Linked DNA regions of Mus musculus: region 2 is linked to region 1. The links are chromatin contacts, called in public HiChIP or PLAC-seq maps. All regions are on one chromosome and are shown on one strand. Each heading gives the region's core, a stretch centred on a gene start, on an enhancer-like site or on the middle of the called end of the contact. The rest is flanking DNA. Distances are from core to core; before and after follow the strand shown.

Region 1 (5,888 bases), core at 1,628-4,127:
CAGTCATTCCTGTGACCAGCATCTTATCATCACCTCTGTCAACAAAGGTCCCTTCAGTCTCCCTCTTTCTGTAGAGTACAAGAATTCCCACCTAAGTATTGTGTTGATTCACTTCATTGTTTTAAAAAACATGGCTTTCTTAGTCAAAGTCTTCACAGAAGTTGAAATGCATGCCAAGATCATTGTCTTAATACAGCTTCGAGCACGCCACATCTCTGCACACATTCTTCCAAGTCTGAACGTAACTACTGCTTTTGGGGCAGCACATGGGCCATCATCTTCTAGGGAAGTAGGATCTTGACCCATAACTAAGGCTAGTTTTTACATAAACAGCCACAGTGGAGGTTGCCCAAATGTCTGTGTCTGTCCACAGACTTATAAATAAAAATAGTCAGCTGGAAGTTATAGCTGTCCTTTGTTAGAAGAAGGAATTTCTTTAATAATCAAAGAATAGCAGTTTTTAATTTCTCTCTTAGATAGCAAGGGCTTACTAAGGAACTTCTCATGCCTCTTGTAGGATCTTCACTCTGTGTTCTAGAATATTTTCAGGAGCCTTCCTTGTGGGTAATCTTCCACACAGTGTATACTATTCCTGGGTTAAAAGATTCACACCTTGAATTCCATTTTTATCTCTCTCTTGATTTTCCTTAAGTTCTGTGTTGTTTCCTCCAGGTTTTCCAGTAACTTGTTTTGTCCATTAGCAAAGATGACAAAGCAGACAACTCAAAGATGTTTGCTGTGAGTTTATCTCCAGCCTGGATTCTCATGAATTCTGTAACAACCATTCCAGTGTGAACACAGCGTCAGAGACAAGACTGGGCCACGTTAGCTCAATAAAGATTCCATTACTAAAAGTGACCTCGTGGGAGGAGGAGCACATAGGGGGTCCATTGACCCCAAGTTCATCTTTGGGTACTGACATGAGATTTAGCTTTAAATAGAGAAGAATTTGGAACAAGAAAGCATGTGGATAGCGGTGTTCATGGTCAAAGGGGGCTTTCTTTGGTCATTGTCTCTGCTTCAGCCTTGAAGGTAGTCCAAGCCCTGACTGTTTAAGAGGATACACCACTTCTGCTTTAGGGTGCAGCCTCATCACATGGATGATTTGCCCACAAGGCCTTGCTGTTTCCAAAATACAAGCAGACTCACTGTTTAGGACAATGACTTATCTTCATGCCTGTAGCCTTGAAAAGGAGTGAGATAGATTAGATAGGCAGACACTCCTTCAGTGGTTACCATAATTAGGCAGAGTTAGGCAGGAGTTCAACTCAAGGTAAAGGAGACGGAAAGAGATTGAAGGCAGAGATGCCTGCTCTCACCTTGCACGTCCTTACTTTCTGAGCCCAAGGGAGGAGTTAATGCTCAGTGTAAAAGCAGCTTCTAAAAGCGTGTTATGGGACCCACTCATCACTTCATCTCATGTGACATGAAGTAGAAGTGATGAAGTGGTTGGTGCAATAACTCCACTCCTATTTTGTGTGCCACTGGGCCTCTTGGGCTCATTGCATTGTTCAGGTTAGAGAATTTAGCTTTAGTGATTTCTCGGGGATGCAGGTAGCTTCATACAAGGTTCACCTACAAAGTCATCATTCCTTTCTGAAGTTGTCTCTGGAGATATCAAAGCTTTTGGGAGACATCTCTAGGGTACACAGTAAGATGTGTCTAAACCCTCAAATGTGGCGGGGTGGTGGGCTGCTCTTGTTTCTCTTCTGTCACTCAGGGATTACTCAAGTCTTCAAGGACTGACCTGCTTCATTGTGATTTTGGTCACTAGCTCTAGGACAATTAATTATGTCTTCCATTACATCTCATTGCTTGATTTCTTCCATTTTAGGACATCTGCAGTGGAGTTTAGATTTAGAAAGCATGCTTTTAGATGGAAGGGTTTGTATCTATACCAAGAAGGACAGAATTCCTTACCTCTTAGCAGGGCTATTTGTAAGCTAAGATTAAACTTGATGAACAATTGTTGAAGGCTTAGTTTCAACACACTATGTAAATCCCAGACCTTGCCTGAATGCTGCATGAACCCTGTGGATAGCCACAAGAGATTTACATTTAGGGATGGGGATATCTGTCTCTCAAAGTGGCTGCCTCTTAGTTGGAACAGGAAGCTGGGGAACCCGTGGTCTTGCAGCCTTTAAGGGTGACTGGAAAAACTCAACTGAGTTCAGCAGACTAAGGTATCATTCCATTTCTCTATGCAGATGGCTAGAAAGCAGTCCCTCCTCACTCCAGGCATCTCTATCCAGGCTGTGTCTGGTTGTATGGTTGTTTATTTTGGAAGTGTCACAATAAATAACTGGAGAGAGGATATTAGAGAAAGTCTTCTTGGGAAAGGTCACAAATTCTTTGGGGACATAAAGCCTCCTGCATGTGGTCACTAATAAGAGGAAATCGCTATAGATAATATTTGCTTTTTCTACATTCCCCAAGGACAGTAAAATAGAAACAGGAACAAGCAGTAGAAAAAAAAAATCTGTTATTTGTTTGTCTAGAAAAGCCTTCTATTTTAGTCATTTCTGCTAAAGCAGGGACTGGACTCTGAGCTGATGTGGTGCCCTGATAGTTGTTGGCCAGATCTACTGGATAGCTTGGGAATCACAGTTACAGCAGGAGGAGTGAGGTCTTCTCTTGTCCCACCAGGCCTGGGCCAGTGCTTTGTGAGATGTGGCATTGGGCCTCTGGTTCTTCCTGTTGGCTACAACCCGAGAATTCCTAGTATAGCGTTTGGAGACAGCTTTGCTGCCTTAGGCAAGGAAACAGGAGGAAGAGTTAAAAAAATCAAATGGCAGAAAACAATGGCAGGTACTGTTTGCACATATTCAGGGGCTCTCCGAATCACTCTGTGCATCTCTCTATAAGGGTTTTGGCTCAGTTACTCACGCAAACCTCCACAAGGACCATGAGTCAGTGCCAAAGCTTACATCACCAGGAAGATAAAATAAGACGTGTGCGTGTGTGTGTGTGTGTGTGTGTGTGTGTGTGTGTGTGTGTGTGTAGCTTAGGGGACAAAAGGAGGCGCCAGCCACATCTGGGGCAGTGACCCTCCCCAGGATTCTGCCCTATGTCCAGAGGTGGAAAGGACCCCCCAAGGAGTTCCTGGATCAGCAAAGGTCATCAAAGAGAGGGCCTTCTTCCAGGGAGAGTTGTTTATTTTTCTTCCTGAATTTTTTGAAATTTCCACTTAGAAATTCTGAATTTGTATTTGCAGGCCCACCTTCCTTTAGCTTGCAGCAGAGAGATCCTTCATAGTCCAGCAGGGGAACATTTGGATTTCAAACATCTTTAACAAGGATGAGGTCGGCAGAAGAGTCAGCAACCAGGCTGACTCACTGCTACTTTCAAAGGAGTTATTGAGGTGGAGAAAGACTGACAAACCTCCCGTGGAATAGGGACAGAAACCCAAGAGAGAGTTAAAAACAGCGTGAAAAGGTTCCCTAGCCATTGGGGAGGAGGGTCACATTGAAAAGAAAGGGATTAATTATACTTGAAATCTCACAGGAAACTTTTTCTTTTATAGAGGACAAAAATGAAGTATGAAGTTTATAATCTGTACTGAAGTATGTACCAGGTCAGGTGCTGAAGATGCACACATGGCTGGAGGCAGGGGAGAAACTGGGACAAATTTAACAGAAATTGAAGCAAGAAGTCCCCCAACCCATCTTCATCTCTCTCTCTCCTTCTCTTTCTGTCTCTGAATGTCTCTCCCCCTTTTTTCTGTCTTTCTCTCCCACCTCTCCCCATCTGTGTGTGTGTTTATGTCTCTGTCTGTCTGCATCTCTCTCTCTCTCTCTCTTTCTCTCTCTCTCTCTCTTTCTCTCTCTCTCTCTCTCAATATGTGTGTCTAAAAGCATCAAAGCATTGCCCTTTTGGACTAGAAAAGAAAGTACATGCCTGGTGTTCAGACCAGCTGAGGGCCTGTCACCAGGGAGTCCTCTACATCTCTCCAGCCACAGTTGTGTTTCACAGAAGGGCCACCAGGCTAGGATAGTCTGAGTCCTGGAAAAAGTAGACACTAAGATGAGTTTGACAGGTGAAGATGAGGCCGATGATATGAGCATATCCATGTAGAGGGATACCTCTGAAGAAGGATATGGTCTGGGAGCCAGGACAGGCTGAGAGCAATCATACTACTGCAGACTCTAACCCAGGGAGCACCACGGGAAGAAAGGTTGGAGGAAGCCATCATGCACTCAGGGAAGTTTCAGCAACTGAAATGTACTGGGTCACTGGGGAGACTCTGGATAAAGGAGGGGCCCATATCTCAGAGAGGCATCAGGTCTCCTCAGTGTACCCTGTATGTCTTGCTATCAGATGGGGCTGTCAGCAGTAACAGAGACAGAGACAGGCCTTAATCAGACTCCTGAGTGTGAGGAATTTTCTTTTCTTCCTGCAGTTCATATTGTTGTCATGGTTTTCATCCTGCCTCAAGGCCAGTTCATATAAGGTAGGTTTGATGTGAATGTGATTAGTGATTGGCTCCAGGACACAGCTTTCAGCCCCTCCTGGTTCCCACTTCTTGAACTGAAGTATCTGTCCCTCTAAATAGTCACGTAGCAGCCTCATGTTAACATACCTTGGTCAGTCTTCATGGGTGCCTAATGTATTTAATTTAATATTCTGTGCCTTTTCTCATTCTATGCTGTCATAGAGAGTTGCTCTACCCTGAGCCCATATAAGAGCGAGTGCTCTAAGGACTATGGGATATTGCTCCTTGGATGTGTATAATGGGCGTGGTTGGAAAACTGTCTGAAACAGAACTATCAGCAGTTCTATCTAAAAATTTTAACTTGATGTGGGTAGGATATGGTGAGGAGACAGCTCAGCGGTTAAGAGGTTAGAGCTCTCTTGCAGAGGACCTGAGTTTAAATCGCAGCATCCACATTAGGTGGCTGATAACCACCTGTAACTCCAACTCTGGGGGATCCAACACTTCTGACCTATTTCTCTCTCTCTCTCTCTCTCTCTCTCTCTCTCTCTCTCTCTCTCTCACAGACACCTTTTATTCTCTCTCCCTCCCCTTTTTTCTTTAAAAAATAATATACTTGTAATATTGTAACTGGGGATCAAAGACTGAGTTGGTTATCAAAGGAAGTGAAGCTCAAAGATAAGCAAAACTCACATGCAGATGTTTGATTATGAACTACAAATAAAAACAAATAGCCAGAGAAAACAGAGAGAGAGAGAGAGAGAGAGAGAGAGAGAGAGAGAGAGAGAGAGAGAGAGACTGGCCACATGTGTGTGTGTGTGTGTGTGTGTGGGTGTGTGTGTGTGTGTGTGTGTGTGTGTGTGTGTGTGTGTGATTATATGGTCTGTGAGAAGTCTTGGGAACAGGGACTCTTCTTTGCTTTATCTCCCTATGCTATTGCGCAGGTGCTGTGTCCCATCTGTGCATGTCCAGGACATGTAGGTCAGCTGCTGCTCTTGTTAACAAGTGGCTGGGGCAATGCAAGGCCCCCTTGAGAAATGGGAATATGAGCTTTTGAGAAATGAGAATATGAATTTTTCCCTGGTAAGGGCTCTCCAGTCTGACTCAAGCATGAGAGTGACCAATCTGGAGCCATCTCAAAGGAAAGAATAGAAGTGGTTAACATACCTCAGAGGTTTATGTGTGGCTTGCTGGTCATATTGATAGAAGTTAGAGGTGAGCAAGAGGCAACTGGGCAAAGAATAGAAAGTGAGACGATTGTGTAGATTACAAATAGTGTGATTTTTCTAAATGTTGTCCCTGTCTTTTCTCTGTGACCCTGGGGGGTAACTGATCTTTGGAACATTGGAGGTACAAACAGAGAAGCTAGTGGCTTCTACTGGCAGATTAGGAGTGGAATGTGTAAAGAGAACCGGGTCTTTGTAAACCTTGTCTAGCTACTTAAAGTCTAGATTCT
Region 2 (5,286 bases), core at 2,182-4,681, 160 kb after region 1:
GAGTTACTGGAGAGTACCATGTTGTTCTCAGGAGTCTAAGTCATTTCACCAAGCTTAACTGCAACCACCTTTCCCCTCTGAACCATCTTGCCAGCCATTCTATGTAGGCATTGTAATGGTAATCCAGACACAATGTAATTTTGCTGCTTCTCTGTGGCTCTCTAACCATATAAATCTTCTCCCCACTCCCTTATAGATAACAGGTCTTACACCGAGCTCATGCTTTTATAAGAAATTCCTCAAAGGCAAATCCAAAAACAAACAAATGAAAAAATGGTGCCCTTCTCCACATATACACATTAGCTGTTTTTGTTTTGTTTTGTTTTTCTGGAAGAAATAACTGGCAACTAAAATCAGTTCTTTCCACTCAATCAGAAAATGCTCTCCAAATGCTTCAGGCCTTTGTCAAGCACTCCCTGGCCTGAAACATGGAATTTGTTTTCCTTTGGAAGCAGGATGGGTCCTCTTAAGGAAACAGAAAGGAGACATTAGCATAAATGCAGGGTCAGTTGTCCAGAAAAAGTGACCCTAATAAAAGGTGATGTCATTGGGAATGAGCCACGCTCATGTCCTTTACTACAGTCCCCCAAACTGTCATTTTTAGTATATGTTCAGCTGAATCATACACACTAATCATCGTGTTTGTTTGTGATTTTTCGAGATAGGGTTTCTCTGTGCAGGCTCAGCTGTCCTGTAACTGAGACCAGCCTAGTATGCACTCTGTAGACCAGGCTGATCTCAACCTCGTAAATTAGCCATCTGTCTCCCTTTTTTTAATTTTAAAATAATTTTTATAATAATTTAAATATTTTTTTGGTTTATTTTTAAATAAGAAGGAAGGGAATCACCCAAGTTGTCAAGGGAGTGCTTGGGCTACAGAGTCTGACATCCCAAGGAAGGAAATCTTAGAGATGAAAGTTTGTTCCAAAGGCTGACTTCCTTTGGAGGGTTTGCTCAAGGTTTGGTCAGGCAGGGAGCATGCAGCAAGGAGGGAGGACTTCTGGCAAGGGCTACTCAGGAGTGACAGAGAGGTGACAGTGCTCCACTAACTCTTCATCTAGGTTGCTCAGTCCTGCTGCACCTGGATGTCTTAGAGTGCAGTGGTACCAAAGAGGGGCTTCCCCCTCTCTGAGAAGGGGAGGAGGTAACAGGGGAAGAGATTTGCCAGGGTGGGACTGGGAGAAGAGGGAGGGAAGGGTAAGATCGGGATGTAAAGTAAATCAAATTCTGGGAAAAAAAACAAATTTACAGATGTATTTCATGCTGTACTATGGAACTATCATAAGAAAAAATGCAGGGTATTGGAAAACAAAACAAAACAACAACAATGAAACCCTAACTTCCTTCAGGGTCACTTCCTGGAGAAGCCTCTGTCACCCCTACACCTTTACTTGATAAGCTCAGGCAGTCTTTCTCACCTGGAAGTCACCTCCCTTCTGGAAGTTTTTCTCTTTGTCTCATCATCCTGAGGAACACACTAATCTGAAGAGTGCTGCAACAAAGGGCCTTAGACGGTTTCTTTTTATTTGGAACTCAAAAAAGGGTTTCTAGGCTGGGAATGGCTCAGTAGGCAAAATGTTTGTTGTGCAAGCATGAGAGTCCACGGTCAGATTCTCAGCACCAATGTAAAATCCAGGTGTGGGATGTGTCTATAGTGTCAGGGCTGGAGAGGACTTCTCTGAGGGTGGCTGGTCAGGTGGGCTAGCTGTATTCCTGTGTTCTAGGTTCAGCAAGAGAATCTGCCTTAAAACTAAGGTGGATAGTGATACAGGAAAAAGCACATTGTCCATCTATGGCTGCTAATTTGCAACACAGGTGAGCATATGTGTGCAAGCATGTGTCCAGCACACTGGCACACATACTAATTTAGAGTTGTTCTGGACAATGGGGGTTGTGATGAGAATATCCAACAAAACCTGGAGAGGGGGAGTTCAGTGAGTAAGATCATGGGGACCTGGGTTCAAATCCCAGCACCCACATAAAAAGCCAGTTATGACTGCTTATGCCTTTAGCTCCAGCATTTAACTTAGCAGAAACAGTGTCCAAAGGCAATAAGGCAGAGAGAAGTAATGGAGGGTTCCCAGCGTCCCTTGCCAGCTTCTGAATAGGCACACACATCCCCCATACAAGAAATTTAAAAATAAATAAATGCCCTAAGAAAACATATATGCAAAGGTAGTAGTTGTCGGAAAAGACTAACACAACTCAAGAGGTGACACCTTAAAAATAGAGAAAATAAAGAGAGCATCAGGAATTCTCCAGTTATAATTTTAGCAAATGCAGTAGAGCATGTTTGAAAGAACAGGAGGAGCAGGGAAACCCTGATCAAAGGTTAGCATTTCTCAATGGCTACCAGAGTGTTTGACACCTAATAAAAAAGAACTGCTAGTGGCTATTGTTTATGCCTGATCTGTTAAAAAGAAAAAAAGAAAAAACTCATAGAGGTTGATAAACGCATGAACATACTCATAAAAAACTATAAGGGGAGAATTCACATAAAAATTTATGGGTCAACAAATTATGGGAAGATATTTAACTTCACTAGTCATCAAAGGATTGCAAACAAGGGGAGGGATGAGAAGTTATTCCTAGCCTTTCACTTTAGCAGGATGTGAGATGGGACGTGGGGCAGGACTAGTTCGTGGGCCTGGTTTATGAGAGCATAAACGGATATTTTTCTTGAAAGGCTGTTGTTGTTGCTTGTTTTCCAGATGGGTTCTCATATAGCCCAGGCTAGCCTTGAACTTGGTATGTAGCCAAGGATGTTCATGAGTTTCAGATCCTCCCACCTCCAACTCCCAAGAGCTGGGATTATATGTAAGCACCACCTGGCCCAGTTAACGTCACACAGCCCACAGCTGGATTGTCTGGTCTCACTAAGAGACTTCATAGATGTTTCCAGATTTTGGAAAGTCACAGTAAAAAATCGGTGTACATAGGTGGTTACATATGTATATGACTGATTATTAGGGCAATTTAGATTTGCATGTGGCCTCTCCCTGGGTTCCCTCTAAACCTTGGAAGCCCTGTTTTAAATCCCATGCTGTCTGTCAGCTGGCACATTGCTGGGTTTGGAAGGTGAAGACCTAGGCTTGCCAAATCCTGTTTTACTTTGCTGCTGACTTTTTCATACCCTTGAACAAACCTCCATTCACTCATAGCTGATGAAGCTTTTGAAGGTCCTGAAATAAGAAAGTAACCTGAAGAGTAGAATTTGTTGGGGTTGGATGAATGAGATTTTATGTGTGCTCATATCTAACCCAAGCCTCCGAACCTTGTACTGTAGCCTTTCTCCTGCAGAGGTGTGTGTGTGTGTGTGTGTGTGTGTGTGTGTGTGTGTATGCATGGCTTTCTCAGCCTGTACATATGAATGTTGGCCTCACCTTTGTGACTCAAGCTACTAACTCTTGATCCCTGTTTCGAGATTGCTGTTAGTCATACAACTTAGACTTTCTTCGAGGCCCTGCCAATCACTGTCCCAGGGTCCGTTTGTGCTAGGCCTCTTCCCAGAGTATGTAAAGACCAAAAGAAGCAGTTAAGAGAAAGTCATTTCTGGAGACCCATCATGATCTTTTCCTCTACATAGTGAGGAAACTAAGAGAGATATAAGCCTTGACAGCTGTTACAGAGTTCTGGGGTTAAAAACAGCAGCATGTGAGTCTGGCAATAGAGAAATTGGCATTTGGGGGGTAGCAGAAAACCAGCTCATGCCTGTGGGAAGCTGGCCTTAGAGGAGTCTCCTAAAGTTTGGCAACTATGTTAATCTAAAAATAGATGTCTCTCTTGCTATTTTATCACAACATGCAAAATATTACTGAGAGAAAAGTTATGAGTTGAGGAAGAAATGTTCGAGAAAAAAAAAGCACTACTTTGTCCCAGAAAGCAATAATGCTAACAATCTGTCTGAAATGCTTCCAAATGAACTCCAAAGAAACACAGTTATGAGACTGAGCAAAGGATTAGGTTTCAGCTTTGTGATTTACAGAGGGTTTATTTTCCCTTTTAAAAAAAAATCCCACAAAAAAAAAAAAAAAACCAAGAGCAGACTATCAAACAATGAGTGTGCCTTATGAAAATAGTTTTCTACACATTATTAGCATCCTGTGGTTGCAAGGACCTCTCCTCCCCCTCCTTCTGCCTTCAGCGTCACTACGAATAGTCTCACTTGATCTTTGTCAGGGGCCATGCTGATGCAATGTGTGTGTGTGTGTGTGTGTGTGTGTGTGTGTGTGTGTGTGTGTGTGCTGTCCAGCAGCTGTCAAACATTCTGGAGAAAAGTTTTCTTCTTCAGGACTAGGGTCCTTTGTCAGTTTATACGAAATGAGTTCACAGTCCCCAGAAAAGCCACAAGCCCCCAATACTCGCATATCCCGCCTGAGGGAAAATTCCTGTGATTAAAACATTATGGGGTTTTATATGCTCTCTAAGTATTGTGCACTGAAGTGTGTACTTTTTCAAAAGACATGAGAGTAAGAGGGGTGCTTCGGGTGGAGAAGAAGGGACTCAGAAGGAGTGGGAGGGGGTAGGTAGGAAAAAGAGATGGGGGAGGGTATAATGGCAATACATTTTGTACATATCTAAACCTTTTATTAAAAATATATACTAAATAGATCTCATGGTGTAAAATTTCTTCCTTAGGAAGCCCCTTAGGGTATGTCTATACGTAGGGTGTTAATTTAAAATGCTCTCATGTGGTGGGTTCTAATCCCATAGTCCTGGTATTGTAAGAGGAAATAGGACTTGCACCCTGGACCATGAGACCGCTTGACGGTCAGCACAAACCGAGGCGAGAGCTGAGGAAGGAGCCAACTCCACAACCATCTTGGTTTTGGACTTCTTCACAAGAGTAGGAGGAAATACATGCTTTTTGTTATTGTTTTGTTTTCTGAATTTTGGAGGGCGGTTGTAAAGATACGAATTACAGATTGAAGAGGAGTAGGGGAGACGGGCATTTATCCCAGTAGCTCCAGGTACCTCATTTCTCAGCATCTCGCTGAACATGGAGCACAAGCCATGCTTTACAGAACACAGGCCAGGATCCAACTCACTAAGGGGCTTCTTAAACACCGAGGTCAAGCGCTGACAAGGTACTAATAGGCGAGTGCTTGTTCAGCATGTATACAGCCTTGCTTCTATACCCAGCAAAACAGAGACAATAAACCACAACGACTAGGGCCCATAGCAATAAAATTTATAGATGGTTCTTGGCTCTCCTAATCACTCCTAAATTGATAACAGTGATATTATCCTCTCTTCTACAGCACACGTTTAAGGGAAGGCAAACTT

Evidence for each region. HiChIP or PLAC-seq counts read pairs in DNA pulled down with a chosen protein or histone mark.
Region 2: a contact with region 1 is called in an H3K27ac HiChIP or PLAC-seq map of the NIH/3T3 cell line, with 3 times the contacts expected there. The contact joins two enhancer-like sites. A contact is called at or near these places in 8 of 484 Hi-C or Micro-C datasets (the N1E-115 cell line, adipose-derived mesenchymal stem cells, cortical neurons and 4 more), 1 of 115 datasets of contacts at active chromatin or transcription factors (the NIH/3T3 cell line) and 2 of 9 other capture datasets (bone marrow-derived macrophages and embryonic stem cells).

What each region holds. Positions count from the first base shown.
Region 1 is chr2:12,051,009-12,056,896 of GRCm38.p6, forward strand. No RefSeq gene overlaps it. Among named protein-coding and RNA genes, the nearest start is that of Gm34768, 150 kb to the left of the region's middle. Within about 2 kb of position 2,878, at least 46 of the 459 cell types and tissues checked have an H3K27ac peak or open chromatin away from gene starts, as enhancers often do. A contact at or near this core is called in the NIH/3T3 cell line, where this site is marked.
Region 2 is chr2:12,209,165-12,214,450 of GRCm38.p6, forward strand. All of the region lies in intron 13 of Itga8 (integrin alpha 8), which reads right to left. Among named protein-coding and RNA genes, the nearest start is that of E030013I19Rik, 89 kb to the right of the region's middle. Within about 2 kb of position 3,432, at least 31 of the 459 cell types and tissues checked have an H3K27ac peak or open chromatin away from gene starts, as enhancers often do. A contact at or near this core is called in the NIH/3T3 cell line, where this site is marked.